Linked DNA regions of Mus musculus: regions 2, 3, 4, 5 and 6 are each linked to region 1. A link is a contact called in public Hi-C, HiChIP or PLAC-seq and promoter capture Hi-C data. All regions are on one chromosome and are shown on one strand. The core of a region is the stretch at or near the end of the contact, and the rest is flanking DNA. Distances in the headings are between cores, read along the strand shown.

Evidence for each region. Promoter capture Hi-C pulls out the DNA fragments that hold promoters and counts their contacts. HiChIP or PLAC-seq counts read pairs in DNA pulled down with a chosen protein or histone mark. A called contact is a pair of places that touch in the nucleus more often than the background predicts.
Region 2: a promoter capture Hi-C map of embryonic stem cells shows a contact between it and region 1, with 2.1 times the contacts expected there. The contact joins the enhancer-like site here to the promoter of Lrrn3 in region 1. A contact is called at or near these places in 14 of 39 promoter capture datasets (the 3T3-L1 cell line, 3T3-L1-derived adipocytes, the C10 cell line and 7 more), 1 of 15 datasets of contacts at CTCF or cohesin (large pre-B cells), 1 of 484 Hi-C or Micro-C datasets (olfactory sensory neurons) and 2 of 115 datasets of contacts at active chromatin or transcription factors (embryonic stem cells and large pre-B cells).
Region 3: a RAD21 HiChIP or PLAC-seq map of pro-B cells shows a contact between it and region 1, with 4 times the contacts expected there. The contact joins the enhancer-like site here to the promoter of Lrrn3 in region 1. A contact is called at or near these places in 3 of 39 promoter capture datasets (embryonic stem cells, liver and pre-B cells), 1 of 15 datasets of contacts at CTCF or cohesin (pro-B cells), 8 of 115 datasets of contacts at active chromatin or transcription factors (the 230-238 cell line, bone marrow-derived macrophages, embryonic stem cells and 3 more) and 1 of 9 other capture datasets (liver).
Region 4: a RAD21 HiChIP or PLAC-seq map of pro-B cells shows a contact between it and region 1, with 5 times the contacts expected there. The contact joins the enhancer-like site here to the promoter of Lrrn3 in region 1. A contact is called at or near these places in 8 of 39 promoter capture datasets (the 3T3-L1 cell line, 3T3-L1-derived adipocytes, embryonic stem cells and 3 more), 2 of 15 datasets of contacts at CTCF or cohesin (the NIH/3T3 cell line and pro-B cells) and 3 of 115 datasets of contacts at active chromatin or transcription factors (the 230-238 cell line and large pre-B cells).
Region 5: a contact with region 1 is called in a Hi-C map of the N1E-115 cell line, with 2.9 times the contacts expected there. The contact joins the enhancer-like site here to the promoter of Lrrn3 in region 1. A contact is called at or near these places in 4 of 39 promoter capture datasets (the C10 cell line, embryonic stem cells, hippocampal neurons and 1 more), 4 of 484 Hi-C or Micro-C datasets (the N1E-115 cell line, cerebral cortex, cortical neurons and 1 more), 7 of 115 datasets of contacts at active chromatin or transcription factors (the 230-238 cell line, SST interneurons, embryonic hindbrain and 3 more) and 2 of 9 other capture datasets (adipose tissue and liver).
Region 6: a contact with region 1 is called in a Hi-C map of the N1E-115 cell line, with 4 times the contacts expected there. The contact joins the enhancer-like site here to the promoter of Lrrn3 in region 1. A contact is called at or near these places in 3 of 484 Hi-C or Micro-C datasets (DN3 thymocytes, the N1E-115 cell line and cerebellar granule neurons) and 1 of 9 other capture datasets (liver).

What each region holds. Positions count from the first base shown.
Region 1 is chr12:41,483,569-41,487,822 of GRCm38.p6, forward strand. Lrrn3 (leucine rich repeat protein 3, neuronal) reads right to left here and starts at 2,489. Exons shown (of 2, transcript NM_010733.3): 1 at 2,003-2,489. The region is part of intron 4 of Immp2l (IMP2 inner mitochondrial membrane peptidase-like (S. cerevisiae)); the gene reads left to right.
Region 2 is chr12:40,981,321-40,985,574 of GRCm38.p6, forward strand. No RefSeq gene overlaps it. Among named protein-coding and RNA genes, the nearest start is that of Immp2l, 41 kb to the right of the region's middle. Within about 2 kb of position 1,876, at least 5 of the 459 cell types and tissues checked have an H3K27ac peak or open chromatin away from gene starts, as enhancers often do. A contact at or near this core is called in embryonic stem cells, where this site is marked.
Region 3 is chr12:41,054,604-41,058,857 of GRCm38.p6, forward strand. The region is part of intron 2 of Immp2l (IMP2 inner mitochondrial membrane peptidase-like (S. cerevisiae)); the gene reads left to right. Among named protein-coding and RNA genes, the nearest start is that of Immp2l, 33 kb to the left of the region's middle. Within about 2 kb of position 2,353, at least 10 of the 459 cell types and tissues checked have an H3K27ac peak or open chromatin away from gene starts, as enhancers often do. A contact at or near this core is called in pro-B cells, where this site is marked.
Region 4 is chr12:41,165,496-41,169,749 of GRCm38.p6, forward strand. The region is part of intron 4 of Immp2l (IMP2 inner mitochondrial membrane peptidase-like (S. cerevisiae)); the gene reads left to right. Among named protein-coding and RNA genes, the nearest start is that of Immp2l, 140 kb to the left of the region's middle. Within about 2 kb of position 2,531, at least 39 of the 459 cell types and tissues checked have an H3K27ac peak or open chromatin away from gene starts, as enhancers often do. A contact at or near this core is called in the 230-238 cell line and pro-B cells, where this site is marked.
Region 5 is chr12:41,190,957-41,195,210 of GRCm38.p6, forward strand. All of the region lies in intron 4 of Immp2l (IMP2 inner mitochondrial membrane peptidase-like (S. cerevisiae)), which reads left to right. Among named protein-coding and RNA genes, the nearest start is that of Gm25497, 160 kb to the right of the region's middle. Within about 2 kb of position 2,250, at least 5 of the 459 cell types and tissues checked have an H3K27ac peak or open chromatin away from gene starts, as enhancers often do. A contact at or near this core is called in the N1E-115 cell line, where this site is marked.
Region 6 is chr12:41,772,073-41,776,326 of GRCm38.p6, forward strand. The region is part of intron 6 of Immp2l (IMP2 inner mitochondrial membrane peptidase-like (S. cerevisiae)); the gene reads left to right. Among named protein-coding and RNA genes, the nearest start is that of Gm40412, 170 kb to the left of the region's middle. Within about 2 kb of position 1,704, at least 2 of the 459 cell types and tissues checked have an H3K27ac peak or open chromatin away from gene starts, as enhancers often do. A contact at or near this core is called in the N1E-115 cell line, where this site is marked.

The DNA of each region.
Region 1 (4,254 bases), core at 1,239-3,738:
TGGGCAAAAGCTGACATCCACACTGCAGTGCTACATTACAGGCGTTGGAGCCGAGGAGCCGAGCTTCTACTGCCCGCCCTCCCTCTCGCTCGCTCAGGAAGTTAGGTGCTACCTCAAAATAACGGATCCAATCTGTTTCAACAGCAGCAGTTCTAATGAATAGGAGAAAAGCAAATGCAACAGCTTTCCTCCCAGTAATAAATCATTGTGGTTTTTGTATAGATTGCATGTGGCGTTGGAGGCAGCGCGAGCCAGGCTGCCAATATTGCTAGCTAATGCTTCAGCCCCTTTCATTTTTCACTCCGAGCAGGAACCCTTTCCTGAAACTTGTTCATTTCACAGAGGGAAAATCGAAGGCAGCGGCAGAGTGTCAGACTGCTTTATTGTCGTCGTTTACAGAGGTCGCTGGAATTAATTGACTCCTTACGTTACATATTGTAAACCGACTCATTTTTTTGACACATTGATGGGAAGGTGGCAGGATCTAAGTGGCTGCTTATTGTCTTTCTGTTCTGCCATCTGTCATAGGCTAGGAACCTAGTAAGTCTGAAATCACAGTTTGGGAAAAGAATAGCACCCACTTTCAAAGCAGACTCCGATAACTGTGAGTTGAACTAAGAGAAGAGAGGAGAAAGCTCCAGCAGATGAAATATGAACCCTGGGTTTGTTTTAATGTCTCCACAGGACCCATTAGCAGGGCAGTGAAGATTTCCACAGCCACCCTCAATTGGTGGTGTCGCTTTGAGAGCATATTCTAAGTAGCTGGCTTCCTCTTACAAGATTGGAAGTAAAAATCGGTCCACAGAGTATTCCATGAATCATCACTCCATGGACGCTCTGAGTTGACTGACAGTAATTCTGTCTCAAAGGCGTTGCTTCTGGAACCAAGGATGAGGAACTCAGTGCACAAGTAATATTTGTCGTACCAGGGCACACTCTTTTCCTGATAAGTATTTTAAATTTGTACTTATTTTTCTATCTATCACACTGGTCTCCTTTTCGCTAAACTAGGAAGATTCTCACTCGTGATCATAGCCTGCTTTCACTAAGATTAGAGGCACAGAAACAAGGACATATTGTTAAAAATGAATAAATTAAAGCCGAGTTAAGCCACCCGGCTCAGTGAGAGCAAACAGTCTTCATAAATAGGAAATGTACTTTGAAGCCATACTACCGCGATGCTGTTCAATTACCAAAGGTGACTAGAGCTCTCCTGGTTCATCTCCTGGTTTCCCTAGCATGGTAGCTTCCTGGGCTGCATTAGCAATCAGACGCTTGCACTGTCCCCTCAGAGCAGTGAGGGGATGGGATGTTATTAAAGGGAAGTCATTTACCACAATCGGGAAGATGTAGCCTGGCAGAAATTCAATACCGGTTTGTGATATGCTCATTCTGCTACTCTGCCTGGTGCCCTTCACTCCTGACACACTACAGCATCCCCCTTAAATCTTCATCCCTTGGGGCGGGCTGGGGGGTGGGGGGACAACGCCTCATTGGCTTCAGAACAGAGAAATATGAGTGATCTGCTTTTCGTTACAAGAGCTGTGGGGGCAAAGGACCCTGATTTTTCCATCTCCCTCTGTTTCTCTCTCCTTCTCCCCTCTCTCCCGCTGCCTCCTCTGCCAGCCTCTCTGTCTCCTTCCCCTCTCTCTCCCTGCTTCTCTCTTGGTCCTTCTGTTCTCTTTTCTCTGCCTCAGTCCCCGTCTCTTCTCTCTCCCTCCTCTCTCTCTCCTCCCCCGGCACTGCTTTTCTCTCCCACTCACATCCTCTGATGGGCATTCAAGCTAGTAAAATGCCTGCTTGAGAATCCCACGAACGCAGCTAGGCACACACAGAGCCGGCGGGGTTTGCATGTTCACTCAAAAGTGAAATGCAAAGAAAAATGCCCTTAGAATTCAGACAAGGGGAAAACATCAAAGGAGAACTGATGTGTAAAAACTCCGGCACCAACAAAAACACGAAATAGGGAACATTTAAACAGATAGGTATATTTTAAACTTACCTTGCCTTAGCAGATGCAGGGATAGCCCTCCTCCGGTGCCCCTGCTTGCTCAGTTCCTTGGCTGAAATAATCACATGGCTGTCTTCTTGCCCCAGTATAAATAGGTGCATATGTATGTGTAATAAAGTACACACAATTACATACTATAGATATGCACACATGCAAGCAATGGTGTCTCTCTTTCTCTCTCTCTCTTTTTCTAAAATATAAAGGAAGGCAGGAGCCTGCAGCTAGGATTCCTTCTTTTGACTGGAACTCTCTCCGGCAGCAGCAGGCTGAGCCTCTCAATCCCGTGAAGAGAGATCCTGCTAGCTGGCGTTATTTCTCCTCGTTTCCATGGTGGTTAGTGGTGCATCGTTCACCAGATCAGTTGTCACACTGACACGGTGCTGCCTGCTCAGCGGTCATTAATAACTGAACACCCTCCACTCCCCAGAGAGGAGCCAATCGCTTCAGACTGCCAAGATGTAGCACTCGCAGCTGCTCCAGCCTGGTTGGCTGAAGCAGCCTGTCTGTCCTATGACAGTGCTGCTTAGGGTACAAATAAATGAAACAGGCTTGCATATTTTTCCTTGGAATCATTTTCTTTCCTGTTTTTTCTTTTCCTTTTGGAGCAATGTGCAGCGCTTTTCAACAAGTTCTCCCATTTGGAATGTGATCAGTCATTTGGAGAAACGGTGGGGTTTTTGTTTGTTTTGTTTTTCTGTTTTTCATTTCCTCTGAGATAAGACAGGAAACACTTATGAACAAGGATTTCCTGAATATTAAAAATACTTGATAGTGACTCTGCCTCCCTGTCTGTGAAGTTCAGCAGTGGCTTTACATTTCAGCCTGCAGCCTGCAGCTCTCCTGCCCCTTGTTTGTTTCCCTACAGATCCTACTTAAATCAGCCTATGTGCATGCAGCTAATAGCCTCTCTCTCTCTTTCACTCTCTCTCTCTCTCCCTCTCTCTCTCCCTCTCTCTCTCTCTCTCTCTCTCCCTCCCTCCCTCCCTCCCTCCATTCCTTCTTTCCATTTTTCTTGTTGGTACTTTGTGTGTGGGTTTATTTTTTGTTTGCGTATTTGTTTAGGTTTTACAATGACATTTCTTAAAATTACAACAAATATTTGCTTCTCCAATACTCACAACAATGGTATGTAAGGAGAAGCATATACAAAATAAACTTTTCCAATTATAACTACTTATCTATACATGGTATAACAAATCTGATGCCACACATCGGACATGTGTTGTATGTGGCATTGCTTGTGCCTGCATCCAGATGTACATGTATGTGTGTGTGTGCGCCTGTGTATGCGTTTTAGATGTATGATTTATTAGTAATAACTCAGGGATCCTTTCCTCTACAATAGACTGAACAGTTAAATTATCTCTTTTTGCACTTACGGCTATCAACTCTGAATGGCTACTTAACTAGGAAAATGTTTTCAATAGGAATTATATGTAAAACATTTGGAATATTTAGACTAGAAATCATGCCAGCGTGGTCATGTGTTCAGCTCCAGAACAACCATGACAAATAGAAGAATATAAGGGCATGCTTTCCAGACAGTATACTAGAGAGACCTCCTGAGAGGAGTGGAACATGGGAACAATTTTCAACAGGTCCAAAGCTGCCTTATCTGAGTCTCCCCTTGCTTTGATAGACTGCCCTCTAGTGGAGGAAAAGGAAATGGCATTTATTAGATTTACTGGGGGAGGGGGGAATAACAACAAAAAGCAAAAGCATTAGCACTAATTGTTTCTTAAGGTGTCGTTGAAGTGACTTAAACCGGTGTTCTGCGCCATGACCGTATGCCTGGAAGCTTAGCCTCACTAACATTGTCTTTTGACCACCAAACGCTTTCATGTTACAGTTTTCTTTACAAAAGCAAACAAACAAAATCTACCAATGCTTTAGTTATTCGTTGTATTGATCAATTTGTTGACGGAGTCAGGGCCTTTATCTTCTGCCTAGGCAATTTGAATGCTGGTATGGTAGGTGTTCCTCAGAATATTTTTATTTTAATATATAATTGATAAACTCTAATCTTTTTGATAAGCATGAATGCTAAACCAAAGTGGCTTCTTCATTGGCCAAATGGCATCCAATTCTGAGTGTTATCCTCTCACCAGACACTTACAGGTACTTGAGTGTCCACTCACAGGTATGGGAGGAGGATGAGTGTTGGGCTGTTACATTGGAGTGCATCGCATATAACTTAATAGCCTAATTTTACTTTCTTCACTTGAAACGTACTGAATTTTTCC
Region 2 (4,254 bases), core at 626-3,125, 500 kb before region 1:
CAGGGCACTTTGTCAGCTTCTTAGTCCCTTTAAAAGTCCCCTCTTTGATTTTATCTGACTTCTGGTTTTCTAATGCTTCTTTTATAACTTTGGTTTTCTTTGTTTACTTTTTTGATCCAGAATGCCCTTTTCTGCCAGAGAAAAATCTCATCATCACTATAAGATATATTGATTGCTGGCCCGCAGGGTACATGTCATTGTTCCTGGTGCTTTGGGGTTTGGCCAGGTTCCATTAACTTTCCTCCCTGATACAGTAAAAGTGCAGCCGAATGACAACAAGAAGCCCACTCTGTCATTCCTTGCATCCAAAGACCATGGGAACGTGCATTCCAAAGGACAGACCACTGAAACGATTCTCAAACCCCAGGTGATTTAATCACGAATGTATTCACGTCTCTGTATATTATTCTGACCTACCCCCTGTTTCCTGCCAGAATAACAATCTCTTCCATCTTCCTTTCCCCCTGTTTTGCCCCCATCAGCCCTTTTAACAGTAGCAGAATGAGTGTAAGCAATGGACTATTATTTGACATCCTTCTTTTGATGAAATTGAATTTCTTTTGATAAATGTCAGAAGGGGACACACATTCTTCAGTAAAATGAGCTGAGCCTAGGGCAGATTTGTCATTGCCACCTCACCATTCCTGACAAATACATTGTGTCTTGAGCTTGTCTGTCCTTGGTGACCTTAAGGAAATAGAAAAGTGATCCTATCCTTCCTGACTGCAGCGCCCTGAATAGCAGAAGATGGCAAGTTAGAAATGATTAAAATGCTTATATACATCTCCTGGGAGTCTGTCCTTACTGGGCAAATACATGAAAGGACGGTGGAACAAAAGCATGTTATATGTTATGTTTATGTTAAACACAGAGGTTCTGAAATGTTTTTCAGAAGATTTACTTTCATCACGTGTATATGTGTAGGTGCATGTGCCCAAGGAATCCAGAAGATGTTAGACCCATTGGAAGTAGAGTCATAGGCAGTTTTGAGCTGCCTGAAGGAGGGTGCCAGGAATCAAACTCAGACCCTCTATAAGAGCAGTGCTCACTTTTAAGCCCTGGGCCACCTCTGCAGCCCTAGTTTGACATAGCTTAATGCCATGAAGCTCCATAAATCCTTGCATCTCAATAAGAAGATGAACTTCAAAATAGTCAAGTCTTTAACATGGACTCTTCAGCTCTACAAACGGCACACAAGAAAAATTCATCTGAAATAACCTTGAACTTTATTCGAGCGAGTAGATCCATCTTTCTCTAAGGAGATACTGCTATTAGTTATTCCTATATTGTAATTGCCCTGGAGAACAGGTAGTATAGGAAATCAAAGTCAGAACAGAAGGTGTACAGTTGGAATTGCCCCCTTGGACACTGCAGAGACAGAAGGTCACAGAAGCAAAGGTATTAGCTTATACCCGGTATTTAGCCCCAGGAATGCCGGGGAATCAGTCATGCTTTCCCAGGTTTGCCTGAAACTCTATTGTTACTACACTTTAGCTTTCTTTAACTCTGAACCAGAAATTTCAATGCTAGGTGCATGAGAAAGACGTCAGCTGGATTTTACACAGGTAAAATGAATCACTCATCAATTTATCCCTTTAATAATGGGTTACTAGTCTCTAGTGTGTATAGGTCTGTGTAAAGCATGGGATAGAGAAAAAAATCAACGGACAAGGTTCTTGCTCTTATGGGATTTCTTTGCCTATAAGCAAATAATTTTTTTCTTGAGCATGATTTCTTTATAGTTCTGGCTTTCCTGGAACTTACTATGTAGACCAAGCAGACCTTGAATTTGGAGAGATCCACCTACTTCTGCCTCCTGAGTACTGGGATTAAAGGAATGTGTAATGAGGGTGGAGCCCACATGAGTGAGGTTAGTGCCTTTGTAACAGAAGACACCAGAAAGACAAAATCCTTGCAGGTAAAGATATAGTGAGAAGGAGGCTGATTAGCATAAGCTGAATAACACTGACTCTGCTGCCATCTTGACCTTGGACTCAACAGTCTCCCGAGCTATGAGAAATCTGTTTGTTGTCTTAGCCACCCATATAATATTATCCTGACTTGACTAAGACAAGAGGATTATTATTCTTCATTATGATAGTGGAACAGAGTCACAGTCACAGATGAACTCACCAGTTTGCTTATGGTCACAAAGCTTATAAAAGGTAGAATTGAGCTTTCTCCAGGGCAGCCCAGCACTAGAGTCTGTGCTTTTAAAAAATAAATAAATGAAATAAATAAGATATTTACTTTATTTACATTTCAAACGTTGTCCCTTTTCCTGGTTTTCCCTCCCAAAACCCCCTATCCCCCACACACACCCCTCACTCACCAACCCACCCACACCCGCTTCCTGGCCCTGGCATTCCCCTACACTGGGGCATAGAGCCTTCACAGGACCAAGGCCCTCTCCTCCCATTGATGGCTGACTAGGCCATCCTCTGCTGCATATGCAGCTGGAGTCATGGAGTCTGTGCTTTTAACCACTATTGTTACTTCGATTCATCAGATAGCTATTATGTAAATTAATTAGCTGCTGACGGTCATGCTAGGAGGTTAAAATTCCACTAAGAAGCTCACCATTTGGAGGGGGAGACCAAATGCCAAGGACAACGTAGTGGGACAAATGTGAGACCAATATGAACAAATTATATTAGAAGCACCAAGAAAACAGTACACTGTACTTAGTGCTTATTGTTTTCATATTAAAAACAAAGCACTAATAGACAGTAATCCACAGGGCAGTTTAGAAAGTGTTACTAAATTCGCTACTGAGGCAAATGGGAAATCAAAGCACTGCTAATGACTCTTTCCAAACTTGGTCTCTGGATATTTATTGGCCCTTAGAGACTAAAATCACCAGCCCTCAATGATGTTAACTTTTCTTCTTTTGTTTCCACATGGACATAGAACTGGGGAACAAATGTGTTAACTAAACCTATAATTGTACCCTGCTACTAGTTGTTGATGAAATCTGCTTCCCCTCCCTTCAATGCCATTATTCCTCCTTCCATTTCTCAGTTCTAAATTCTTTATCATCACTTCTCCTTAGCATCTCCAATCTCATGTGTCATCAAACCCACGGGGTCAATACCATGGGAAGGAAGGTATGATAGTTTTGCTTACCCATTAAGTGGACTGCAGCTGACATCCCCATAAGGAGTGACAGGTTAATTAGCAAGAAAAAAGCATAACAGACGTATAGAACTGTCTTAAGACGTGAAGACATAAAGACCTAGGGAAACTGGTTTAATGTTAATGTTGGGCTTGTTGAAAAATATGTAGAAATGTGGCCAGACAAATGTATAATCAAGTGGAAAGAAACATTGGAGGAAAACCTAGAAGGCCTATCTCTTTAGACTCTAGTTTGTCTCTCTGTGTAGCTCTGTAGCTTCCCCCTTGGATATAAGAAGAACCAAGAACTGGGCCAGGGACACAGGGGTTGTGATAGAAATAGAGGTAGCTGATTAGATAAAAGAAAGACATTATCAAGAATGGTGATGGGTGAGAGAGCAGGGAAAGGACTGACTCAAAAAGCTATTGTGTGGGGGAGGGGAGGGGGGGTTGGGCGAGTGTACCTCTGGTGGCAGGGGCTTCCAGTCTTCCTCTGCCAGCTGACTTCCTTCATATGTTAATTGCTTTCTCTCATCACACCAGCAGGGGAAAAAGTGCAAGTAAAAGAAATGGTGAGCCAGTGAGATGGCTCAGCGTGTAAAGAAAGTGCCCCCTGCCAAGCCTGGGGAGTTGAGTTCAACCAGGCTTCAACCTTGGTTTACAGAGACACCCGATGACAACTGATCCTCTTTCCTCTCCGCGACTCTCTTTAAAGACTGAACAAATACCATCTGAGTCTCCATAAGTCCAGGTCTCATCCCAGTGAAGACTTCAGTCAGTCCTCAAACTGCCTTGAGAATGAATGGCTGTTAAAAGAATATCCTGTTTGTTTCTGCTGGCACCTGAGAATAGGACCCTGACTAGGGCCAGGTAGCAAGTTTAGATGGGTTTTACATGAACTGTGAATCAGTCCCATGAACTCAATCTCTACTTCTACTTTTTATCTTTTCTCCCTTCCTCTTTGTGGCCCCACTCCCCCCCCTCCTCCCCCCATCTTCTGTGTGTTAGGCAAGTACTCTACCACTGATCTATGGACCCAATCCAATTTCTAATTGCAAATTTTATAACAGTAAAAGATGACCCTATCACTTTAACTGGTTCTGGGTTTGTTCATGTTTGATACTCGTAAGATGAACCCTC
Region 3 (4,254 bases), core at 1,103-3,602, 430 kb before region 1:
GTGGGCACCTTTCCAAATCTTCCAACTAGGTTTTGGACAGGTTTTCTTTTTGACAGACTAATCAGAACCCTAATGTCCTTCCCTGCTGCAGGAGTTTGTGTTTCTAATCTTGATATTTCTCATTTTATGAAAAGTCCTAGCAGTCCCAGGCTGGTGAAACTTTGCAAATTTCATGACATTTTCCAGTCCCTCCTTGTTTGGGAAACATTTATTTCTCAGCTGGGTCTGTGGTCTGGGATTTGAGAAGCCTTCCTCCAAAGCTCTACCCAAAACACTGATCAAACCCTCCACTTATTTCTGGTTAAAAACTAAAATTGATACACTCTATATACTTTTAGACATTTTAGTCTAATAAAGCAAGTAACATTTTGACACATCAAGAGTATGAATCAGTATAGGATTACATGAAAACGTGGAACTATGTTGTGTGTGTGTGTGTGTGTGTGTGTGTTTGTGCGTGCGCATGTGTGTATAGTGCATGAGTGTTTACTTGTGTATGCATACATGTGTATGCAGTTGGACATGTGGGTACCTGGGTACTGTCCATAGTTGACAATAGATATCATAGTTTCTCTTCACTTCATGTATTGAAGCAGAATCTTTTGATGAACTCACAGCTCCTTGTTCCTTCTTGTCAGAGGAGACAGTTCACCCAAGAGGCGCCATCTCTCCTTCCTGCCCATGAAGGCTGCCTGCCATGCCTGCTGGGTTCTGTCGATCTGAACTGTGGTCATGCTATTTCATGGCAAGGCTTTACTTGCTGTCTCCCCAGCCCTAGAGACAAGATCTTCCAGAACAAAACAAAACACAGACAAAACGATTGCTGTACCCACTGTTGATCCCTAGTGAATCCCTGGGACCCAAAATAACCTAAGTTCCCTGCTGTGACAAACTTCCAGGAGCCCTGAGTGAGAAAGTGTGAGCTAGGCAGGGAGCTGGTTTAAGAGCCCCTCGTAGGTCTCCTGTTTCTCTCTCCTGTTTCTGTGTCTCCCGTTGCCCTTACACTGCGGAAGATTGTTTATCTTGTGTCTGTCCTTTCTAGGTTCTGACTATTGTCTCATTTTTTTCCCTTATAATCTTACTTCTTTCATTTTAAAAATTACATTCATTTTCCTGCTTATTTGTGTGTGGAGGGTCACGTACCACAGCATAGGAGTTGAGGTTAGAGTACAGTGTGTAGAGAGTGTGTTCTTTCCTTCCCTTATGTGGGTTCCTGGGGTTTGAACTCAGGTCAACTAGCTGTTATTGTCTCCTGAGCTGTTTGCTAGCCCTGTTTCTTAGCAGGTTTTTTTTTTAACTGTTGAATTTTTTCTTTTTAACTTGAGATGAGTGATTGTTTTCATTATGTTTTGTTTTTATAAAGCACATTTTAATATGACCCAAATAATAAATAATGCTCTATTTTCTTATGTTATTTTATAAGTATTCCTAATAGTGAAGTAATATTCTTTCCTAATTAAAAATATAGCTTTATGAATAAATATGTTTATGAGGAAATTAGTCCAAACTCCTCCACCAGTTGCTTTGTTTGGGCTGTGGGTAAATACCTGGCTGGTTTCACTTCCTATATTTATATTTAACATTGTTGGGTTAAAATCCACATTGCCTTTTGCTTCTGCATTATTCTTTCTGCATTAAATTAGAAAAAGATATCACAGTGTTAAAATTCAAACTTGTGGATTATTGAAATTTAAAGTTTTTACCAAGCTTTTCTTTGCTAATGGTTATCATTTAATTGGATTTTTTTTTCATTCTCTAAAAAGCTACTGACAGCCCTACTAATTTTTGTAATAAATTGTTTTTCGGAATCTATAGCATTTTGGCTGCTGAAATTGGAGATGGTGCTTTTGTTGTAAATATGTCAAGGATGAGGCTGTCTTACGTTGAGACTGGTTTGAGCCAGTTCTTAGAAGGCCCAGTGAAATGTTATGGATTTTGTTTTATGTGGTTTCTGAAAGGCCTGCCATCCATTGTTCTCACTACCCCAAATACAATTTTTCTCTAATTATGTTTTCCTCTCGTTCATAAGAATGTGATTTTTGAATGTAATTTAATTGTAGTTTATTTCTACCATTTTAATGAAAGAGTTAAACATCTAGAAGAGTTACAGACATTTCATAATGAACACATTGACTTCTGCAAGTGTGTGCATGTGTTGGGGTGGGGGCATGTGTGTGGAGACTTGGAGTTGAGTTTGGCTATCTTACTTGGTCATGCTCCCCTTGTTTTCTGAAAGAAGGTTTTCACTGAACCTGCAAGTTTTGATTTTAGCTAGGCCAGGTGGCCAGCAAGCTCAAGGAATCTGTTAGTCCCTACTAACCCAAGTACTGGGGTTAGCGATGCTCGCTGTGGTGTCTGGCTACAATGGTCCTTTTTAAGTCTCCTACCTATAGCATAATTCACTTATCTTTGTCAGCTTGCCACATTGTGGTTTTTATTTGTCACAGTTCTAGCCTTTATTTCCTTTTTCTTGCCTCTGAACAACAGTGATCTGATTTATTCTTGTCTAGTCTGTCACAGGTATGTCTTCTTTCCTTCCTTCCTTCCTTCCTTCCTTCCTATTTATTTATTTATTTATTTATTTATGGGTTTTTGTTTTTTGTTTTTGCTTTTTCAGAATTTCCCTTTTTAAGCTTATACTAGCCTTTTGAACTTTCTATGTAGCATAGTCGAGCCTTGAACTCATGGTAATTATTCTGGTTCTGCCTCTTAAGCGCTGGGTTTGAAGTGTGTTTTTAAAAATACTTTCAAAACACAACAGAAGCAAACATATACCTGACACTCCCTGGTCCTTATTAGTTGACCGATAATCAGTGTACTTGGTTTGTCTACTTTTGGAATGGGGAGGGGCCAAAATAGAACCAACTCTCACTGTATTTGTCTGGGTTGACTTTAACTGTCAACTTGATATATTCGAGAGTCACCTGAAAGGTCATGGACTGTGAATTGTAAGCCGGAATAAACCCTTTCCTACCCTGAGTTGGTTTTGGTCAGAATGTTTAATACAGCACCATAATCAAACTACACCAGTGTTTATTAGGTGTTATACCAACTAGAAGGTGTGCTTTGTGTTCATGTGCTTATGAGTGTGTGCGTGCCTGCGTGTTCATGTCTGCTTTAAAATGCATATGAGTACTTTGCTCCCCTTCTTTGAGACAGGGTCTGTGTAGCCCTCCCTGGCTGTCCCAGAACTTGCTATGTAGACCAGGTTGGTCCGAAACTCACAGAGACCCTCATGCTTCTGTCTTCTTAGTGCTGGGATTAAAGGTGTGCATCACCATGCCTGGCATGAATGCCTTCAATCTCCTCAAATCCCATGGGTTTCCATAAAGAAAGGTATTGGGACCAGTGGGATGATTTGCCCTTTGTGTTTCTTGTTTGTAAGGGAGAGACGCTAAGGCCGAGACTCTGGGCCTCCTCATGCTTGCTAGGCAAGTTGTTCTCACATGAGATGTGTTCCCGTTGTAAATGTCCCATGGTCTGAACACCAGCATCTTACCGCCCTGACCTCTGTTGATGCTTCTTCTATTTACTATGTCTAGAGCCACATGGGCAGGGCGAGTTCTGCCCTTTCACTGGTGCTGAGGGCAGAGTGGGCAAGCTGAAGATTGCCCTAGCCTGAACTCAGGAAGCGTTGTTGCGTTTCTCCGTCCTAGATGCTTTCCAGTAGTGTTTTTATTTTTGCCAGTTAGTTTGAAGCATAGCTTCAAACATAGTTTGCTTTTAAATATTCCTGACTCAAAATTGAGTATGTCAGTGTCTTAGTATCTAGATATATGTCAGTTTAATGGTAAAGACTTACAGTTTTCTGTATCAAGCATGCAATGTTAAGTAAAGGTAGCGGACTATTTAATCAGCTTCCCAAGATTTGCCTTCAAGGGAGTCTCTTTGCCAAGTGCAGCATTTGCTACAGCTAACTTTATTATACTTCTGTTCTTTTTCATTTTTGAAAATCTTTCTTTGCACTTAGACATTTTGAGAAATTTCAAGTGAAAAAATGCCATGTCAGACACAAGAGGCGTCTGTTTTATTGATTTATTTCTATTGATAAAAACATCTTTGTGCAGTTATGTATTAAAGCCAGGACCTTGTGTGTGCTAACACACTGTCGCTGAACTCTATCCCTAGGTAGCTGTCTTCTTACTGCATGCTATGGCAGGAAGATGGTTTATGCTCCCCCACTCATGCAGAAGGAGAGTGTCTATCGTGAGGTAGTAAGTGGGTACACTCTTGGTGTTTGGCAGTGAGAATAAG
Region 4 (4,254 bases), core at 1,281-3,780, 320 kb before region 1:
CCATCGATATATCATTTAGACATGAAGTGCTGAGGCAAGCTTTTTAGTCCTAGGCTGCAAAGGTATTGAAGGTGAAAGTGATTTCAGTAACACATTCTCTATCTCCGTGGTCTGTGCCTTGTGTTTTATTTGGATGAGTTAAATGCATTGTTGTGAAAGAGCACAGACTTGCCAGGCATTTATATACCTTTCAAAAATATCAGCTTCATCATAGGTGCTTCATTTATCTGTTCTCTTGTCTCAACATACCTCTACTTTGAGTGTTTTACTGGGAGATCCACAGGAGTTAGTGTCACCAAATTTCCTATTCATATCGGATTGTTGCCACATAAAATTTATTATTCAAACATCACATGAAAAAGACAAAATACACTGTCACCTCACCTCATCTCAATTTGCTCTTCAGTTACTGGAAGATGTAGGAGCAATGATGTGACTGCAATTTACTGATGTGATGCTTTGAAAAATCTTCCTTATAGGCAGCTTGTGGCTCAGTGGTTGTGTGTATGTTGATTCATGTGTCTTGTAGCAATAGATAAAGTTGCAGGTGCTGAAGTGATTGTCCTGTGTTTCCATGAACATGACCATTGGATAGATCAGATCATGGCTAGCTTTTGTCCTTTTAAAGCAATTAACAGGGGACAGTTGATGAATAGCCTTTTTTGTGGTACATTATTGTATTTATTGCTATTTCATTGGCTAACAGGTATGCTCAGTGTTGTTGCAGATCAGTGACCCATTTGTCAGTATTTATACAATACTTAGGGTGAACTTACTATACTGGCATGTATTTAGCATAATCTCCTGATTTCTAGTAATGAAGAATAGATGGTGTCTCTATGCATCCAGTAGTAGGATGTTGTACTTTGAGTAGAAGTTGAACGCCCATAATATGTTTAGCTATGTGACTTGTGGGTATGCCATCTAACTTCCTGTTCTTCAGTTCTTCCAGATCGGAAGACCAGGTTAAATAGCTTCTGTTCCATAGGTTAGGATAAAGATTATACAAAAGCACAATAATTTTTTACCTCCAGTAAACTCATAGCTCCTAGCTATTATCACATCATGGTAAAGAGAAACTTAACTGATTCTTTTTTTTTTTTTTTCCTTTGACTGTCTTGGAACTCAGTCTGTAGACCAGATTGGCCTAGAAATCAGCATATTTTTATCATCTCCATGACTATCTGGGTCCTCTTGGTTGACTTCAGTCCTAGGCAACTAGTGGCAAACTGCTTCAATAGATTTGACCTTTCTAGATATTTTGTTTAGAGCAGTGGTTCTCAACATGTGTGGGTTGTGACCCGTTTGGGAGTCACATATCAGATACCATTCCTATCAAATGTTTGCATTATAATTCATAACTGTAGTAACTTTATAGTTATAGCAACAAAAATAATTTTATGGTTATGGTTTACAACATGAGGAACTGTATTAAAGAGTCACAGCATTAGGAACCCTGAGAACCACTGGCTTAAAGAGAGAGCAAATATGCCTTAGGCATAGAGTAATGGTCTTTAGTGTTCTAATAATTAGACTGTTTTTGAGGTTTAGCCATGATGTATCTATGATTTGTTCGTTTTAATGGCTGAATAATATTCATACTTATAAATCTATCTGATTTTATTAATACATATATTATTTGATAGTTTTGTTTCAGGATTTTATGTAACCTGAACAGTAGTGATACCCATATTCTTTTATAATTTTTTTTCTCAAGCATATATTTTTATTTCTCTTGGGTAGTTGTGTAGATGCTGAGTTTGGGGATAAATTTATGTTTAACTCATGAGGAAACTGCCAAACTGTTTCCTAAGGGATTTCACATTCCTCCCTCAGTGTCTGATGGTTCTAATTTTCCACATCTCTGCTAACATTAGGCATTTTGTTTTGATTCTGACTATTTTACTGTGTGTATGAGGTGGGCTGGTATGTGAGCTTGCTCACACCCCCCCCCCCCCCCCGCCTTTTTCCCCAAGCCCATATTCTTACCCAAAGTCTCACTGTTCTGTGATGATATACTGAATCTACTAACATTCACACTTGGGCTCAAAGTCCTAGCCCCCTCTTCTCAGTGGTAACATTTCTGAAAATTTATTCCTCTCTAAAATTTGTGTCCCTATCTTTTTGATGTGCATTTGCTCCAGCTTCTCCCTCTCTTGAGCCTGCTTCCATCTTCCAATTGGAGGTGCTCTGAGAGCTCAACTCAGAACAATGAATGCAAAGCCAGATCTATTTCTGTGGATCCAACAGTAGCAGGATGTAGATTGAATGTGAGTCATTGAAGTAGAGAGGGAGTGAGGAAGACCTCTAACTTGGCGTGCTATTTGAACGGATGCTCGTATGACAAACTGGACCAATTAGATGTCTGTGGAAAGAGTCTTTTAGACACAAAGGTGAATGAAGAGATTTATTCATTAGGCAAGAAGGAGGCACATGTGGAGGGAGCAGAGCTGTAAGTGAGAGAAGGGCGCAGGGTGATCTGAGAGAGCCAAGCCTTTGATGTGGTGTCAGAAGCAGAGCTTCCTGCTCATGCTAGCAACAGAGAGCAAGGGGCTCAGGACAGACCAAAGGGCCAATGAGAAGGCTTTCACAGTAACTGTGGGTGAGAAATGGCAGGGCCTGAGTTGGAAAGTAACAAACAACTAGGAAGTAGCAGGGACCTTGATAAATATTTTGAAGATACTGTTTTTGTTGTTGTTGTTGTTGTTTTAAATTGGTATAGAAACTGTGAATAAGGGACAAGTCCAGGGACATTCTCAAGTTTTTGGCCAAAGTAAATTCACAAAGGCAACTGTGTGAATTGAAATTCCAGAGGCATAATAGTGGAAGGGTGAGAGGAAATGAGATTTTCTGTTTTAGATGTGTTAGATCAGTGTGCCTATTAGATCTTCAAGAATGGCTGTGGCTTGACAGTTTGGAACACAGTCAGGGGCAGGACTCAAGACAGCACCTGGGGAATTGTCAGGATATAAGTTGTCCTTGAAGTTGTTGCTCTAAGAGAACTCACCTAGGAGGTAGCATGCCTTTTCTGTGAAGGATTTGAAACACAATGACAATAAAATTCAGACTTCTGAGGTTTGACTATCTGTTGTGAATGGAGCTCTAGGTAGTAATTAAGAGGACTGCCTTCCAATAAAAGATGATTTACAAAAGCTTCTAGATCATGGGCTAGATTTGACCTGCATACAACAGTTTAGTGACCTGTGACTTTCGCAGTGCCTACAGAGAGAGGAGACCCAAACCCTAGCTTGGTCCTAAGGTTCATTTATACCTAGAGGTCAGGAATATAGACAGGAATCTGAGATGAAGCCGCGGGGCTGAATGTTTGTTCTCTGATTTTTACTATGACTAATGGATACAAGGCTGAGAACTCAAGAGGATGGCGAGTTTATCATTTGTGTTTCTCCTCACTTTGCCTATGTCCTAAGTGCCTAGTAATTTGTATAAATTTCCAGACAGGAAATATTCTAATCCCTCTTACACATGGAAGTTCTCTGAGTATAACAACCACTCTCTGTAGTTAGGAGACATATTGTATAAAATGCTCCCAACTCATTAGACATTTGAATGTGAAATTCCTGTCACAGGGTTTAGGTGGGTTTTCCAGTGTGCTTTCCTGAGAAGTCATCTGATTTGTGTCCTTTTGCTCAAATGATGAAGTTGGAGCTTTTTGTGTATAAACATTCATGTTCTGTATCTGTTGCTGACCTCTACATACTTGGCACAATGTAAAGGGAAGAGTTCAGGGAAAACTTGAGAGTTCCCTTCTCTTGAGGTCTTTGAAATAAATCTTTGTGAAGGAATACCACTGCACATTTTCTCATAAGGCTAAAAGTCCACTGTGTATGTATACATGAAACAACTCAACCATTGTTGGTGAGTGGCATTTTATAGTTTTCTGTCTCAGCGCAGACAGATGAGTATTTAGATATTTCCAGGAGCTTTGATTATATCTGTATTTCATTTGTGGAGTTGTTTGGACAATGTATGGCTGGTTTAATGTTTATTCTTATATCATCATGCCTAATAGATGTGATGTGAAGTAGGAATTAAGAAACTCACATATATATACATACATACACACATACATACATACATACATACATACATACACACACACATACACACATACATATGTGTGAGTATATGTGAGTGTGTGTGTGTATGCATGTCTGTGTCTCTGTATGTGGTTGTTCAGACACCAAAAGTGGTTCTGAAAGTTTTGCATTGCCTACTGACAGACATTATGTATCA
Region 5 (4,254 bases), core at 1,000-3,499, 290 kb before region 1:
CTCTGCTATAGCAGTCAAATATGAATTTGTTCTAAGATATAATGTTACAAGTTGTTATTCCACGATGTAAACAGCTTGACCTACTTTGCAATTTAAAAATGGCTTGCATTTAAATATATATCACATAACTATCATGTTTCATAATGGATATGTAATCTATGCACTCAAGGGAATTTCTTGATTAGATTGTACTTCGAAGTGGAAAATGGTGCTGTGTATGGTTGGTCTTTCTTAGCTCCAATAGGGATTTTTACTAAAGCAAGGGTTATGGGAAGCTCTTGGTGATATTTTACGGAGACTTACGGTCCTCTCTTCCTGTGTACAGATGTTGCATATCTTGTTCAGCTAATAAACAGATTGCATTCTACTGTCTCATTAGCCTTTCAGTAAATGGATTTCAAAATAGTCTCATTAACTTTCTGATAAATATCATTTTAATTAAATATCCATAAGTCTGGAAAGATCTATTGTAACAATGATTAGGATATAATTTATATTATTGTGGAATTATATACCTATTTCTCATGCAAAATAACTACAAATGAGAGTGTTCACTGACTTGTATTTGTAGAGATCAGAGTCTCTCAGTTGTTGCCTTGAATACATTTGCATTAACTTTTACCATAGTTCAGAAAGAGTTGATATTATACTGTCTCATGTGGCAAAAACTAATAAGCACAGGCTTCATAGTTTTTGTGCTAATGAACAAAACCACTGATTTGTTGCTTACAGAATTTTTGTAAATATCAATTTGTTAATATGATTGAATATTACTTAGTTTAATTCTTCAGTAAATCATGAAAATAGTTATGAAATATAGAAACATTATTTAGTAGAGATGACGTGAAACAGGGAGGCCTGACTTATGAGCTCCGATTTGTTGATTACAACTACCACAGTGCCTTAGACGACCATGAGAGAAATACCTCACAGAATAGCTCTGAAAGTAAGTGTAATAATTAAGACTAAACATTAAGTATTATCCTCGCTACAAATGACTCCCTGTCTCAAAGCATTGCTGTTGCTATTTCTGGGTGTATCTTTAAAAAATAGGTTCATCATGTCAATGGAAAAACTACAGCTGTCATCCTAAAGGGAATGAGTGATAATTTATTCTGGAACCATATGGAATGACCATGGCTTAGGACACAGATTTAGGTGACCCCAAGTTCCATATTCCAACATGGGAGCAGTTTTAGAAAATTCTAATTATTTTACAAAACAAAGAAAGCCATAAATCAAGGACAGTTTAAAATACTTTGGTTGGCCACCAGCCTTTTGGTTCTTAGCTTTTGGATTGGTGAAAACTAGTAGTCTGCTAAGTAATAGTTTCCAAAGATTTTAATGTGTCACTCACCAGAGGTTGCTTCTGGCATGTTTTCAGCCCTCATTGGTGGCATGAACAGAGGAGAGCAGGGAATAAAAGTGAGGCAGGCTGAAGTCCCACACAATAGCAACTTTATTCAGAGCATGGTGCAATTTACACTCTGAGGGTTAAGAAGCGTCACCTGAGTCAAGTGTATAGTCACAATGACAAGCTGCACTTGGCAAAAACCATGTTTTTCCATAGAGACACATGAATAACAACAGCTGAAGTAAACGCACTCCTCTCCACTGTATGTGGGAGGAGCAAGAAAACACATTCCCAGAACAATTCTGGGTTTTGAAGAAACTGAGGTACAAGATGCAAATCTTGGAGTTTTGTTTGTTTGTTTGTTTGTTTGTTTCCACAAGCACGCAGAATTCTCAACATGACTCCATTCTTGGACTGTGCTCTGATACTGACACACAGATGGGCAAGGAATGACTGTTCCCCAGGGCTAGAATTAGCCCAGGCTAAGGTAATTACCCTCTGGAACTGCATCGTTAGTCTCTCCATACTACTGAAATTTTAATCAGTTTCTATAGACACAGTCTTTTTTTTTTTTTTTTGAGTTTTTGTTCATACTCAGAACCTTGTATTGTTTGATCTGATTTACTCATCTGTACAACATTCAAGAGGTCTATTTGTTATGCTTGGCAAATATGTATACCAGTGTAGGAAGAGATAAGTCCTCAGTCACTGTTTCTATTTTGGGGTTCTTGTAAGTTAGTCATTCTGTCCATGAGAAGCTCCCATCTCTGCTTAGCAAAAGCCTGTATGCTGCCAGATATTGTAAGCATTTCCTCGAGAGTGCTCCAGTCTTCTCCTTAGGTCAGGACATCGTCTTTCAATATATCTGATGGGAACGTGTGGCCTGGTCTTAGTGGTAGTTGTTTTATCTGATTTTCTTTAAGAAGCTTGTTGAACTCTGAGATAGCTGTGACTCATACTGGATAAACATTGAATGTTTCGCTGCAGCACTTACCTTTTCACTTGGGTGCTAAGCTAGGAGGGAAGAGCATGGTTAAAAGGATGAGCCTCATGCTGAATTCAGGGCCTGTTCCCTTTGTTATATGACCCAAGCTATTGTCCTTATGCTTCCCCTTGTTTGACTTTCAAGATCTCACTGTCCTTTGGGATTTGTCTGGATAGCTTTCTTGCCTGGATACTTATGAAATAATGATTCGTATGGATGGTTTCCTTGCCTGAATACTTGTGAAATATGCAAAGAGCCTGGTAGTAATGCTTCACCAATGTGCTTGCCGTATGTAAGGATAACAGCAGACAAGACTGGAAAAACTCACACTGTAGAACCGTTGAGTCCTGCCATGTTTTCTGATTTTGGATTTTATAGCCTAGAGTTTTTGGCCTTTCTAGTGTTATTTTCTTCTTCTTTTGTCAGTCTCTGGGGATATTATTCTCTCCTTTCAAAGTGTTTACTGTCATCAGCTTAGCCCCTGACCTTAACAGCTACAGAACGATCAATACCAGGAAAGGTAAGTGGGTCAGATGTGAATTTATTACTGGAGTATTCACTTGATTTATGCAAATACATTGTCAACAGGTTTCCTATTTGCATTGCTCAGTATTCATTCCTAGACACCTATGACACTAGCTTGTGCATGTGAGCATTTCTAAAGCCCTGCCTTGTGCGTGCATAGGTCAGAGCAGCTTCTCTTAAATGATTTGAAGTCTTTATGATGAAGATGTTGGCCTTTTTTATGACCTGATGGAGTTCTTACTGAAAATGAACATCGGAAGGCCCAGAGTAAATCTAGCCCTGACAGAATTTAGTATTTCCTTATCTGCCCCTAACCCTCTCTTTCTTTTTCTGGAAAAGAGTTTGCTTATATTGACCAACTCCCAGAGGAAATGACAGTGTTGGTGATCATTGCAAAGCTCACAGTTAGTCTATGCCTTAATTCTAATAAATAGTCCCTGTTTTTAGAGCAGTTTTGGATAAATCGGAGTAGAAAACACAGTACACTCCCATAAATATCTCTCTTTCTAGTTTTTATTGAAAAGTGTGTCTGGGTACAGGGGTGCTTTGTAACTTTGATTTTGTCCAAAATACTCTTCTAAAGTCCAGGCTATCCTTGTCATAAGGGAACTGCTTAACTTAAAAATGCATTTATTTACCTTTCTCGTCCACTTCCAAGGATTTGCCATTCATGCTCAGGGGGCAGAGCAACCAGAATTTATGAGCTCCTATATGCAACAGGGAAGGAATTAATTTGGCATAAACCCGTGGAAGCAAATTGTCATGCTTGCCTGTGTGATATGAGAACTTTTTGACCCATGGCACTCTGGCTGCCCTTGAAGGCATTTTCCTGTAGGTTCTAATCCTGTGTGTGTCTCTGATCATAATTTAAAACCATTAGCAAAGCTTACAACCAAAACTGCTAAGATAAAGAGGCAAATTAAAATCGCCACCATTGGCAGCATTATGAGTGGCAGCCCTAGTGCTTTGAGTCACCAAGATCCAGGTGTCCTTTGTATAGCCTCTATCCATATCCCCTTACTAGTGCTGAACGCAGTTCTCTTTTACTAGCTGGATTTCTGCTTTTTACTGCTCGACATTTGCAGAGGGTGTTTACAAACATTGCACCCAGATATAAAAACATCTCTGCCCAGAATTGACACCTGCTCACTTTCCAGTGAGCCAGTCCAGCCGTCCTCCACAACGCTAACCTTTTGACCGTCTCTAATTCCCTTTTTTCATAGATAGTCCTTAATACGTTTTCAGCTAGACTTAGGAAATAGTCTTCTAGGAGCTCTTCTGTGAGTACCACATGATTGTTCTTTTGCTTCACAGTTTCTCTGCACTTAAGTTCTGTTTAATTGAGGGAATTGCTTAAAAGAAAACACAGAATCAATCAGTGCTTTTTGCC
Region 6 (4,254 bases), core at 454-2,953, 290 kb after region 1:
TAAGAAACGACTGCCGACATTATCAGTGACAAATCTTTTTACGATTTGGGTGTTCATATTTCTTGAGGTTAAATGATTAGGTTGGAGGGTTATATATTTTTAATATCAGGACTATATTACTAGCCAGAGAAGCTGTGATCACAAATCACTTCGTCATGATATTAGTTAGTAGAAAGCTTACCCAGGACGAGGCACATCTGTTCAGGCCACTATAATAGAATACTAATACCTCGGTGGTCTATAAACAATGAAAGGTATTCCTCACAGTTACTGCGGCAAGGATGTCTTACATTAAGCTGCCAGCAGACAGAGGATGCTGATTGATGTTCATAGATAGCACTGTACCATCACATGGTGGAAAATGGGTAAAGCAGGTCCCTAAGGGCTCTGGTACAGAAATCATGCCCCTCACATGATAATAGAGCCCTGTCCCCATAACCCAGCCTTTTCGTCTCATCAGTGTGTCAAGGGCTAACATTATTATACTAGTGATAATATTTTAACATATGAATGTTAGAGAGAAAGCATTTTTCAGAACATAGAAGCATGAAGGGACTCATGAAATGAGACAGCAGTTTGGAATGAAGTATTTGACCACTGTGTTGAGCTCTAGTGTTTCTATAGAGACAGGGCCTGCTAAGAAGAAATTACCATGAAATTAAAGGAAACATTCAACAACAGCAACAAGAGCCACATAGAAAGAGGGACCAGAAGGTGGTCTATTTCCCAGACAAAGTAAGGAAATAGAAAAAATGGTACCCCTGGTCCCATGGCCTCTCTTTCTGGGACACTTGTTTTAATTGTCTAAGTACAGGGCTCTTAGGTGTCTTCAGTCAGCATGTAATAGAACTCTGTAACTTAACAGCAAACGTCCTGCTCTGAGGACTAAGTTAAGGACTTAACTCATAGTGTGCCCCCACCTGTTTAGCACAACCTACCTTTCCTGGTCTCCTCTTTCCACTCTGGTATAAGAGTCACCATACTTCTTTAGTTTCTCTTCTATCCCATAGTCTTCTGCAATATTTTTTAATTGCTGCTGCCTGGAATATTTTCTTTTTATGTCTTTGCCAGGCCAATTTTCGGTGTTAATCTTGTAAAGTTTCCCTGTCTTCTCCTTTATTTAGCGTGTTACACACACCTACAAACAAATATTTGTTTCTGATAAATCATATTTATCTCCTAATTTGTTACATTTCTTGAAAGCAGACTCTAAGCCGTATTGATCTTTGCATTTCTTTCTTGCTCAATGAAACTGGCAACTAAGAGATGCCTAAAAAAAGTGTTTCCCAATGTGAATACTTAATGAATACAGCACCTACCAAGTAAGTATTGAGAATCCAAGGGCTTCTCTTTCCACAGCTTGTCTCCATAGTGAGAATGATCTTTCAAAAATATCCGTCTAAGGCTGGCAAGATGTCTCCACAGGCAACAGTGCTTGCTGTGACCACCCGAGTTTGATCCCTGGAGATCTGGTGGCAGGACAGAACTGACTTCTGATAGTTCTTCTCTCACCTGCCCAAGCTTGCCATTGCACCTGCTCTCTCTGGCTTTGCTAGTGAACTCCTCCTGTTCTCTTACTCTGAGCAGCTCTTTTCACCGTCTTCTCCTCCTGTCCGCTGCCTGTCCCCTGCCCTGCCCGAGCTATCTTCCTTGACCAGGACCACATACGAAAGCTCAGCCTGGAATATTCTTTCCTTGCCAGTGAGTCGCTCGCTGCTCCTTCTTTCAGCTTCAGGTCTCAGCCTAGACACCTCGTTCTCCCCGAGCCCCTCTTCAAAGCTCATGTCCCTTCTGTCACCTCCGGTAGCTTTCGACTTTTTACAGCGCGCTTCTTGCAGTGTATAATTGGCATTTTCCGTCCTTGTTTTTGCTTCCTCTTCATTCATGTTGATTCTATTAAGCAAGAAGATGGTGTATGTGGTGTTCTAAGATGCAGTAGCCACACTGTGTCAGAGGCATCATGCCCAGTACTCAAGACTGATGGGAGGCAGGCCTAGGGTGGTACTTCCCTAAGGCACTTTACTCTTCCGCCATTTCCTCTATTCTTAGCTCTAATCCTCATTCTTATCTTGTAAATACAATAGTGTGCTGAGGGCCTGACTGGCTCTCTCCTTAACAGTGTTATCATCACTTGGAATCACAACCGTTTCATGTAAATTTCTAACTCTGATGAAAAATACATGGGAGTCTTTGTTTTGTTTTATATTTCCTTTCCAGCAAAGCTGAAACTAATCTTCTCCGTCCTTATCTCTTTCTGCATTTCTTTAAGACACTTGGCAGGAGAGCAGTTGTTCTCCTGTAAGGTTAGGAATAAAAGCAATACTATTAAAATGTCCTGCTAGCACTGCCCCCCCCCCACCCCCCTTTGTCTTCTTGCTGTAACTACTTGTAAATGCTGGGTTTAGAACTATCAGTACAAAACCGTCCTGACTACCTTGAGTAATCCAATAATAGCTATGCATTTTATCTAAGATTTTTTAAAAACCTGATTCCATCGAGCTAATTTAGTTTCTCTAAGCTCTGGTTTTAAATCTAATTAAGACATCTTAAATGGCTCAATTTCCATTTGGGTAGCTGGCTTTGCCTATAATTTTCAGGTTTCAAGCCTTCTCTAATGAATTTCTTCCATTGCTTTTCTGCAATTAAGCTTTCCTCCCATTAAGTTCCATCAGGCATAGTCATAAGGCAGATTGTGAACCAGTCAGTCTCATTAATTAAGAACAAAAGAAGATTTCTGAGAAGATGCCTTTGTACACAATGCATTTTAGGGGACAGGCCTAACTTTTGGCCTAACCAAACACAGATAATTTGGAGACAGATTTCTACGCTTTTTCACTTGTTTTGTGTTTTCTCGGACTCCCATGGTCACGTCTCCTCAGGTCCTCAAGAGGTTAAAAGCATAGTCCATTGCCACATACAGAGGTAGAGCCTCAGGCTTCAAGTAGATGGCTTTGGCTTGCCCTTTGGCAAAGAGTAGAGCAGCGATTGCCAGCCCAGGGCCTTCCAGTTGAATGTATCACTTTCACTGTGCAATCTGCCCTTGTCATCCTGTGGCCTTCAGACCTGAACTCCAGCCTCTATTTCAAATGCATTATGTTATACTGCACCATCTGGTCAGCCCATGCTGCATCCAAGAGATTTGGAATCCTAGTGTAGAGGAGCTAATTAGGTTCCGTGAAGGTTTCATGGTCTGCTATTCTAGCCAAACAAACAGAAATAAATTATTGAAATATTTTCTTTCTGTTCTCCCTGTTTAACATATTCAAAAATATAAGAATAAAGTATTCCCCAAATAGTAGGAAATTATTGGAGAAATTGTTGAGTCGATTTTGCATAACTGATTGTGCATATGTTCTGAATTGTAATCCATTTGGACTTGAGGTTGATAAGAATGTTTAATGTGTTTCTGCCCCATTTTACAGTGGGTAGTTTTTATGCTAAGTGCTTTAATGTATGTCTGTGATGCTAATCTATCACTTGAGGCTGTACAGTTCAAAGCTTTGTGTCAACTTTATAAATGCAAATTCATCCACATAATGCTTATTTTAACTGAGACTTACTTATTTTTGTGCCCTTTTGAAAGCCATGCCATTGAGACAGGCAAAATTCAGATTTTACATCTGTTCTTAGACAATTAGACAATCCACTTATTGACTTTCAGAATAGCAAATGTAAATATTTAAGTTCCTTTCCTTTGCCATGTCCAGATACCATCCAGCTTATTATAAAGGAAGTCCTGACAAAAACTAAGATTTTTCCCTAAAGCCTGAATCCTAAAATCAAAGAAAGCTTCCAATAATACAATTAAAATTAATTGATAATTCACAGTACATCTTTAGAAGTCACATCAAATTGCATTGAAATTTAATGGGAATGGCACATCTATTATGATAAAAGAAACCCAGAGGTTCTGAAACAAGCATAAAAATATGTATGTGAAAATATCTGTTAAACTTGAATTAAAATAAGCAAGTGTAGATAGCATCACTAGTTATCCAAAATTATGTATCTATAGAAAAATGACCCTACTTTGTAATCTATCTTTAATTTATACACAGAGATTTCCTATTATACAATTTGAGGGTAAGTTCTAGTTGCTTTTGTTATCTTGTATGTTGTTTATATATAAACAAGATCCATTTTTAGAAAATGTTATATGTACAGGTGTTTAACCTGCATATACTTCTATGTAATTCCTTCATACAATGGCTGACAAGTCAAAAGAAGGCGTTAGAAGCCTTGAAACTGGAGTTT